Regions from separate parts of the Mus musculus genome. Here region 2 is linked to region 1. The links are chromatin contacts, called in public HiChIP or PLAC-seq maps. All regions are on one chromosome and are shown on one strand. Each heading gives the region's core, a stretch centred on a gene start, on an enhancer-like site or on the middle of the called end of the contact. The rest is flanking DNA. Distances are from core to core; before and after follow the strand shown. Region 1 overlaps Gm10646 (predicted gene 10646). Region 2 overlaps Tln2 (talin 2).

Region 1 (4,428 bases), core at 1,284-3,783:
CTCTCTCTCTCTCTCTCTCTCTCTCTCTCCCTCCCTCCCTCCCTCTCCCTCTTCCTCTCCCTCTCTCCCTCCCTTCTTCTCTGCCCTTTCCCCTCTTTCCCCATGGTGACTCCCCTGGCCTCAATTCTTAGGCCCAGTGAACTCTCCCAAACCTGCCTCTAAAATATTCTAATCTGGTTTAAATTGCTTCATTTCACCAGCAGAGAAGTAACCTGTCACCTGCCTGGAGCCAAGAAGCAGGGGCTGTGCTGAGGGCGTGGGCTGCAGCGGCAGGCAGACCTGAGATGGACAAGCTGCTTAGCTGCTAAGCTGCTAACTGCCTTGTCTATCTCTGGGCAATCGAATGACCCTACTTTCTCTCCCAGGCTTTTTTCCCTCTTCAGTGCTGAGGATCATACCTGCAGCCTCACCAGTCAAAGCAAATACTAAGCCAATGAAGTAGCTTTATCCCAAGAGACTTCTGAAAACCTTGATGAGGAAAGAATTCAAGTTTTGGTTATAGAGAGAAGAAAACTGAGGATCCCAAATAGCCTTTGAGAATGGGGGCACACTCAGGACCCTGCTCTGTCTCACGGGAGTGTGAGGTTGCACTAACCTACACTGAGTGAATCCCAGGCCTTTGCAACCGGGCTGGAAGGGGCTCCGCTTCAAGCAGTGGGAGAGCGACAGATGAGGGTACTGGCAGACTGGATATGATAAAAATACACTGAATACGTGTACGCAGTTGTCAAAAAAATAAGTGAAAAATTATTTCAATAAATGCAAGAGATCCCTCAGTCAAGAAGGGAGTTTTCCCAGGGTGATGCTTAGCCATTGCAATCCAGATCTTCCAACCCTTGAGATTTCCCCAAATGTGGGAAACTCTATTGTGTAGTTTGGGGACTATGTTATAACTTTGCCTTATAAAAACTAAATAAAAATAATATAGTGCAAGAGAGAACTCAGATAATTCAGCTTGCCTGAGAGACTTTAGGATATATTGAATTGGATGAGTCCCAGAGGATAAGAAGGGAAGTGAGAACAGAAAGTTACTTGAAGAGATTATAATGTTTTTGTTTTCTTTCTGGATTTGAAGCCATTAGACAGTGCAAACGGGGCCTCTCCAGGTGCACCTGTGTGCGACTCACCTTTGCTGCCCCTGTGGGACACACAGTAGGTGTGGCTATCTATGTGGTCTTACTCAATGGTCATCTCTGGGACGGGTGTGACCATCAGATGAGGCCCCTGGCAGGGGAGCCCATGGTGGAGAAGCCTGCCCAACGCCATGTGGTCAAAAGAGGAGTGGGAGCTTCAGTCTCCAGCAGAAACCTTTCAGTCTTGATAGAGTCTGACTGACTCATCTAGGATCCTCCCAGTTCCTGTGGGAAAGTCCCATGTGCTGGGCAACCTCCTTAGTCCCCAAGCAAACTGGATCGTGGCTCATGCTAGGTCAACTGCATAAACTCAGGGATTTGACAGATGGTGGTTTGAATTCCATCCCTACATTTTAATGACTATGTGTGCACTTTAACTTTTTTGCCAGTAAAGCTCTCTCTCGCTCTCTCTTTCTCTCTCTCTCAATCTTAAAAAGAATTATTGTTTCTTTTGGCAAAAAGGTCACACACACAGCCAGCAGGCATTGAATGGTGGCCTGTCCAAACTCTATATAACAGACACTCAAGAAATGTTAGCTTTGGGGACAGAGACATGACTCAACAGGTAAGAGTTTTGTGCTCTCCCAGAGGATCCAAGTTTGGTTCCCATCTCTCACCTATAGCTCTAGTTCCAAGGAATCCAGTACTCTTAGCTTCATCTGCACAGGCAGCATTCACACACACACACACACACACACACCTCTTTATACATGATAACTATTATTATTTGTATCTTGTTACAGTTTGGGTTTCCTACGATGATATCCATCTGTATAAAGCAGGGCCTGGTTTCAGAGGTCTGGAACACCAAGATTAAGGACACCCATGTTATCCTAGTTACAAAACATGACTACATCCCCAAATCAGCCTGGAGCTTTGCTTATACCTAGATCCTCGTAGGCTATAGAGTTGGTGGGGGTGTAGGGTTGAATGCTTGGCTGTGTTCAAGTCTCATACTGTAAAGACAATACAAAACACCTTAGTTCCCCCCAGGACACTGTCTCTAAAACACCCTTTTGACTTGTATAACAAGGTGTGTGAGTTTGCAAGGAATCCCTGAGAAACCGTTTAAACTCTGCTGAAACGTTAGAAGGCACAGGCTATGCTAGGCAATTTTCCGGTGATGGGTGTTGTGAGCTGTGGCAGGGCCCAACTGCGGTCAGAACCATCAGAGTTAATGCAAGGTTGGGTCCTCTCTGATCAGGAGGGGACAAAACAAAAGTCCATTGTTTGTTTGTTTTTTTCCCCCCAGAGCTTGAGCCTGCCTGAGGATGAAACTTCAAAGCAATTCCACAGGACCCTTAAAGATGGCTAATCCTCAGGCAGAACTCCTTTTTCTGTCTGTCCTGCTTCCTGACCCCGCTGCTGGCAGCTGGCCCAGGCTCCCACCTCTGCCCAGGGAGGCATTCCCTCCCGATGACCTCATCAGAAACGGTCCCTCCCGCAGGCCAGGACCTCTCACCACAAATTCTTCTTCTTCATCAGAGGCCCTGAAGCCAACGGTGAGTGGGCTACCACATCCCCTCCTCTCTAGAGAGCCGGCTTGGGGCGATGAGTCATGGAGGAAGCCATCTGGCTGCTAAATGCTCGAGATCGCCTAAGAGCCATCAGTTCAGTTCACTCACAAACCTATGAATGGTTCCTTAAAAGAAAATGTAAAGGGCAAGAAACCAAAAGAGGGCCCTGGACCTAGCTCCTTGTAGAGTGCTTGCCTAGAACGCATGGAACGCTAGGCTTGATCCCTAACACGGCACAAAGCAGGCCTTCGCATGCTTCGGAAGGAGCAGAAGTTCAAGACCTCCCTGGGTACACACAGAATTTGAAGGCCTCCTGGGCTACTTGAGAGCCTGTGGGAGGTGGTAAGTAAATTATAATTTGAGAGTTTTGCAGTAGCCCAAGTGAGATACAAAGGGAAGTGTGGGGCTGGAGAGATGGCTCTGCAGTTAGGAGTGAGCACTGCTCTTGCAGAGCCTGCATTGATTTCCAGCTCACATCTACTGGTCACTCCAGCGCCAGGGGATCTGGACTCTGAAAACACCCGTATTCACAGGCTTACACACTGGGGTGTGTTGCTTTCATTCACAAACAATAACTGAAGGAAATGGTAAATTTCAGGGTTTTTTTTTTTCCCCTATAGACCTAGTGAGCTCTATTGTCTGATTCACAGACCCTCACGAGGAATTCTGGAACCAGGTGACCTGCCTTCCAAGTGACCTGCCTTCCAGGTGACGTGACCTGCCTTCCAAGTGACCTGCCTTCCAGATTTAGCATTTTGTAGCCATGGAGAGTAAATTTCTCCCAGTTGTTCATGGACTTGTGGGATATCAGTACATCAAGGAGGCTCCTAACTATAATCCCTCTTTTTAAAAGAAATGCCAGGCATGAATGTTGTTGCCACTGGAGGGAGGAGAAGGGATGAAGAAAGGATTCAGAGGAATGACAGGTAAATCTCTGACCCTTCCATCATTCCCTGTGGTGAACAGGGAGCTGAGGGACTAGTCATCTTGTTTACAGCCACGGCCCACAGGTCATTCCTCCGAACAAAGGATTCAGAGTTACCGCCATGAACCCAACAGATTAGGCTGAGAAACCAGATAGTCAGTATCTGAAAAGGCAATACCCTTCCTCACTATGAGTATGAGTATGAGTGTGAGTGTGAGTGTGAGTGTGTGTGTGGTGTGTATGTGTGTTGTGTGTATGTGTGTGTGTGTGTGTGTGTGTGTGTGGTGTATACGTGTGGTGTGTGTGTGTGTGTAGTATGATGTGTATGTGTGTGTGTGTGGTATGTGTGTATGTGGTGTGTGTGTGTGTGTGTGTGTCTATGCCTGTGTGTGTGTCTATGCATGCATAGCTGTGGAGGTCAAAGGTCAGTGTTGGTAATTTTCCATCAGTCACTGCTCTACCAATCTTCAGGCTCTCACTGAACCTGGACTTTGTGGAGTAGGCATGGGAGCCGTGCATAGGTTTTAGCATAAGTTCTGGGGATTCAAATCATGTCTTCATGTATTCAGCAAGTGCTCCAATCCATCTTTCCAGCCCCTGAAGGGCTTTTCTACAAGTGCTAATGTCCATGCATAGGTCTTCAGACCAACATATTTTCATTTCTTGTGTGTCTGAGTGAAGTGTATGTTGGTATCTTCCTCAGCCCCTCACCTCAAAGATCTGTCTCTGTGTGTAGGCCCTGGGATTACAGGTGTGTATGGAGCCAGGATTGTTTTACACAGGTGCTAGGATTTGAACCCAGGTTCTCAAGCTTGCCCTGGGGACACTTTACCAACTGAGCAATCTCCCCAGG
Region 2 (4,428 bases), core at 1,329-3,828, 160 kb after region 1:
AGCCTCAGCCCAGACTATAGCCCCAGCCCAGGCCTGCATTCTCTGGCGGTTGCTGTACTGAGAGATTAGAAGAGGCAATTTGTCTAAGAGAAGCAGAGTAAACTTCACTATAGCTAGGCTGTCTTCTTTAAGCTGTACTAAATTACCCCCCCCCCTTCCCAAAGCATGCATTCCTCTGGTTCTGTTCTGTGCCAGGTTTTACTGTGAGTTTGATAAATACAGCCACAAATGAACTGCCTTCCAGGCCAGGTGAGTAAGCAGCTAGAAGAAAAGCAAAAACTTGAAGCATGAGCCTGCGTTACCATCAAGAATCAACAACAGCTAGAAGCCAGGGCTGCTTCTTCTAGCATCTATCAGGAAGAGTTACCAAAAGGTCTCAGACACTGTAGATAATCCTGGGGAGATTCTGGCCCAGGAGATGCTGTCTCCTGCTTCTATCTCATTAGTCAAGCTTAGGGAAGAGAGAGCTGAGAGTGGGAAGGACTACGCATGCTCACCCTCCTCCTATAGAAATGCAGACTGTTTCTAGGAGGGAAAGGGACATTTAGCAGAGAGCTCATAAGATGCAGAAAGGTGAGCTTCTGACTCCGGATGCCTTCTAGTGTGTGCACTGGGTCCTGCAGAGGTTCTCCATCGCTCAGGCTGCCCTACTGACTCTGTGTGATGTACAACAGGAGGGGTAGCCTTCAGCAACACGCTATCTCTGTACACATGTCTGGACTGCTGCAGCAAGGACATGCCACTGAGGTGGTGGTGGGGAGGTGTTTGCCACGCAGCAGTGATGCCATTCAAATAGTTATCATTCAAGACAGAGCCATGCTGTGTGGCCCAGGCTGGCCAAGAACTCTTGATTCCCCCTGCTTCAGCCTTCTAAGTACTGAGACTGTCACACAAATCTATTTTACAAGATATGTTAATGGCTTATATACTACATCAAGGGGAAGCCAGGGAATGTGACATTAGTTTCAAACTCAACTTGGTCCTTATGCTTCCATAAAGTTTAATACCAAGTATTCAAGGGTCAGCATTATCTGAGAGGTGGTAAAGGATGACCAGAGATCCCCAAGTGACAGGGGACTGCTGGTGACATCAGGGAAGGGGAGGCAGTGTAATCAGCACACAAAACCCTGATTCAAGTTTTTAAAAGTGGCCTCAATAAAAACAGAATTTTGTTCAGCTTTCTGAGCTTCAGTTTATCTCTGAAATGAGGGGAACAAATGATCCTTGTCTCACATACTTTGTTGAGGGCAAAGGGACAGTGCCCACCACAGCATCTGGGCTTGGCACCTATCATGTTCATTACTTTCCAGGTTACGGCGAGCTGATGGAACACTTAAATACAAGAAGACCGCAGAATCAACACGGTCTACTGGCAATTTCACTGGAAATTTTTACAGCTGGAGGAGCTTCCTAGAAAGGGAACCCACTTTTAAGATCCTGTTTCAACTGATAAGCACTAAGAAATGCCTCAGTCCCAAAGCAACACTAAACTTCTCAGCAAGTCTGGCCCGACTTTGCAAGACCCACAGGGTGGATTGAATGTACGACCAGTGTTTATTATAAAGGAATGCTGCTCAAAGACACACAACTTGGGGTTTTAAATTGGCAACTTTAGGGAAGCATTGCTTGAGCCTCAAGAAAAGCCCTCAGTTCATTTCTCGATCAAAGAAAAATAGTACAGAGAAAACCATCTGCTTTTGTGCCTTAAAGGAAATTAAAAAAAAAAAAAAGCCCTGGTTTAGATCCGATTACAATGGAGAGGAGGGAGCACCCCCCACCCCCAATCACTTTCCCTTTACTTGCCAAGTCAAAACAAAAATGAAATGACTTTTTGAAGACTTTCAAAGCAACCAGAGCTGCTTAGCTGGGGGACCTTAAGAGGGTTAGACCAGGGTGACAATCGGAACTTGTCGGATCCACTTAGAAAACATATCAGGGAAGACAGTGTGAACAACAGAACCAGGCATCACTTTCTCTCTACCTGACAGCTAGTTTTGGGGTGGGATTTTAAAAATAAAATGCCAGCGTGCACATCCATTCCACCTGGGAGTGCAGGCTGTAGGACCAGGCGCATAACCAATGCTCTCCCTGGCTCACAAAGTGGTGATGTGACTTTCCCTAGAGATAGAGCTATAGTCACGAAATCTTTCCCCAGGACTTACATTGTGGAGCTGTAGCTCCTAGGATCTTAACCCCTCCCTCTTTCCCTCCATCCCTTTTTCTCTTCCTCCTTCCCTTCTCCCCATTTTCAGCCCCTTCCCTCTCTGTATGTATGTGTGCTGTTACAAGTCCTTCTATATGCACATATAGAGGCCACACGTCAAGGTCAGATGTCTTCCTCAATTCTCTTTACCTTAGTCTTTGAGACAGTCTCTCTCACTGAACCCGGACATCAATGATTTGGCTAGACTTGCTGACCAGCAGGCCTAAGACACCCTCCTGTTTCTTCCTCCCCAGGACTAAGATTACAGGCACGTGCAGCCATGAGTAGCTTTTTACACGGGTGCTGGGGCTCTGATCTCAGGCCCTCCTGTTTGTACATGACTGAGTCATCTCTCTGGTCTCTCTGTGTTCAGAGAGAAACTAATCTTAACTTGCAAAGCTGCCAGGAGAGTTTTCACTTTTCTGAAGAACTTCCACAGTGCTACTAACAAAGCCTTGAGTTTTCTGTGGAAAAATAAACAGAGAAAGATCCTGTTTGATGTTTGAGGACAGAGGTCCAGCTTTTCCTGTAATTGTCACATTGTGGAAAAGACCAGAATGCGGACTCGTTGGGGGTACACCGCAGGACTCTGAAGGAAAGGTTTCCCAATTGCCCTGCATGTAAATATTTTCACATTCTGGGATATGGGGCCCTCTCGGGTATACAAATAACTCCCACAATTTTGGTATGTTAAAACAAAACAAAACAAAACAAAACAAAACAACACCCTATATTGCTTCAGGGACCTCCTAACCTTCTCAGTTTCCCCCCAAGCATCTGTCTGGCAAATGCACACAGAGAACTTTCCCGCACAGGCCACTGGTAATCTTATGTTCTCCCTCTCATTTTTGGCTTCGGGTCATGCTGCTCTTGTGTCTGGACTGTAAAATACATCGCAAGATGCCCCGCCAAAAACAGCAAGTGTTACTGACAATGTCAGAGGCACCAGCATGCAAGGTGACGTGTTGTGTGGCTAGCGACACATTCTTTTCTTTGTTGGCTTGGTGCAATCAGTGATTCTGTGTCATAGCAAGGCTCTGATTGCTTCCGCATTGGGGTGGCCAGCTCTTGAGAGCTTTGTCCATATGGAAAAGGCAGGCTAGTGTTCCAATTCCAGACAGATGAGACTAGATCACACTGCAAAGCTTCCTGTGGAGAGGAGCCCAAACCTCCCTGGCAATCTCCACTCAAAGTCAACTACTTCTTCCCATTGTCCAAATGCTTCCTGACGGTAACACAAGCTTTCTTTTACTTGTTTATGAAATTCAAAATTACATGTTGACCAAATGAATTATACGTCTAGATAAATTACAGTGTAGAACTGTAGTCTGGTCTTACTGAAACAGAAAGACTATTTAAAAAGAAAGAGAAAGAGAAGGAGGAGGAGGAGGAGGAGGAGGAGGAGGAAGCGGGGGAAACTGTGTAAAAGGAATTAAGATTCAGTATTTTTCTTGCTGATGTAACATAATTATTACAATTATTCATGCTGAGGCCTGACTGACTGCTCTGGAATGTAAAGACAGGAGCATGGTTAGAAACTGAGGGAACTCCATGCTAGAAATATATATGTACCTCCGTACATATATATGATATGCCTGCTTACATGCATGGTTATGACATATGTTAGAAAGTGATGTGTTTTGGATCTGTGTTTCTATGGTTGCTTTAAAAGCCTTTGTTAGACACACCAGGTCCCAACCCAGAGTACTGGGGAAGTGAGGGCGGGTCTGTTATTTCAGGGAAATGAGCAGACCAGTTACAAACCTGTGGCTTCCCCATGCCCTAGTGTTTAAGAAAATACTGAACAAAGTTTCCATTCAATAAACAGCTTGCATCTCACCGAATGTGGTTACCTGTATCTTCCCGTGTTCCCGCAGTCCCTCCATCATTCTGTATCTCAGAGTGGACTTCCTTTCTCTAAGGAGCCACATGGTTTCTTGGGCCCTAGACACCCTCTCTAGGCACTCACACTGACAAAACTTCTTCCAGGCCCCTCTGGGTCCCCAGCTGTGCTGTGTGGTCCCACTCACAGCTTCCAGAGATGACTGCTCTCTGACAGTGTGCACACTTGCCATTCTGAGACTCTTAAGGGTACTGATTTGCCGAAGCCACGCCTACACTAGCCTCTGTGGAAAGGAATAAGGAAAGCAGGTGGGTCTTGAACCTACAGGCGGGGGCTTTGTGTCATGCAAGCAGATTGTTGTCAAGAGAGGAGATATGAAATC

The links. HiChIP or PLAC-seq counts read pairs in DNA pulled down with a chosen protein or histone mark.
Region 2: a contact with region 1 is called in an H3K27ac HiChIP or PLAC-seq map of embryonic fibroblasts, with 3 times the contacts expected there. The contact joins two enhancer-like sites. A contact is called at or near these places in 3 of 39 promoter capture datasets (the 3T3-L1 cell line, cranial neural crest and liver), 2 of 484 Hi-C or Micro-C datasets (the HL-1 cell line and nephron progenitors) and 2 of 115 datasets of contacts at active chromatin or transcription factors (embryonic fibroblasts and large pre-B cells).

What each region holds. Positions count from the first base shown.
Region 1 is chr9:67,103,453-67,107,880 of GRCm38.p6, forward strand. It overlaps Gm10646 (predicted gene 10646), which reads left to right. Exons shown (of 3, transcript NR_153957.1): 2 at 2,386-2,635; 3 at 3,301-4,428. It also overlaps the pseudogene Gm22145. Among named protein-coding and RNA genes, the nearest start is that of Gm10646, 3.4 kb to the left of the region's middle. Within about 2 kb of position 2,534, at least 108 of the 459 cell types and tissues checked have an H3K27ac peak or open chromatin away from gene starts, as enhancers often do.
Region 2 is chr9:67,267,758-67,272,185 of GRCm38.p6, forward strand. The region is part of intron 44 of Tln2 (talin 2); the gene reads right to left. Among named protein-coding and RNA genes, the nearest start is that of Mir190a, 33 kb to the left of the region's middle. Within about 2 kb of position 2,579, at least 26 of the 459 cell types and tissues checked have an H3K27ac peak or open chromatin away from gene starts, as enhancers often do.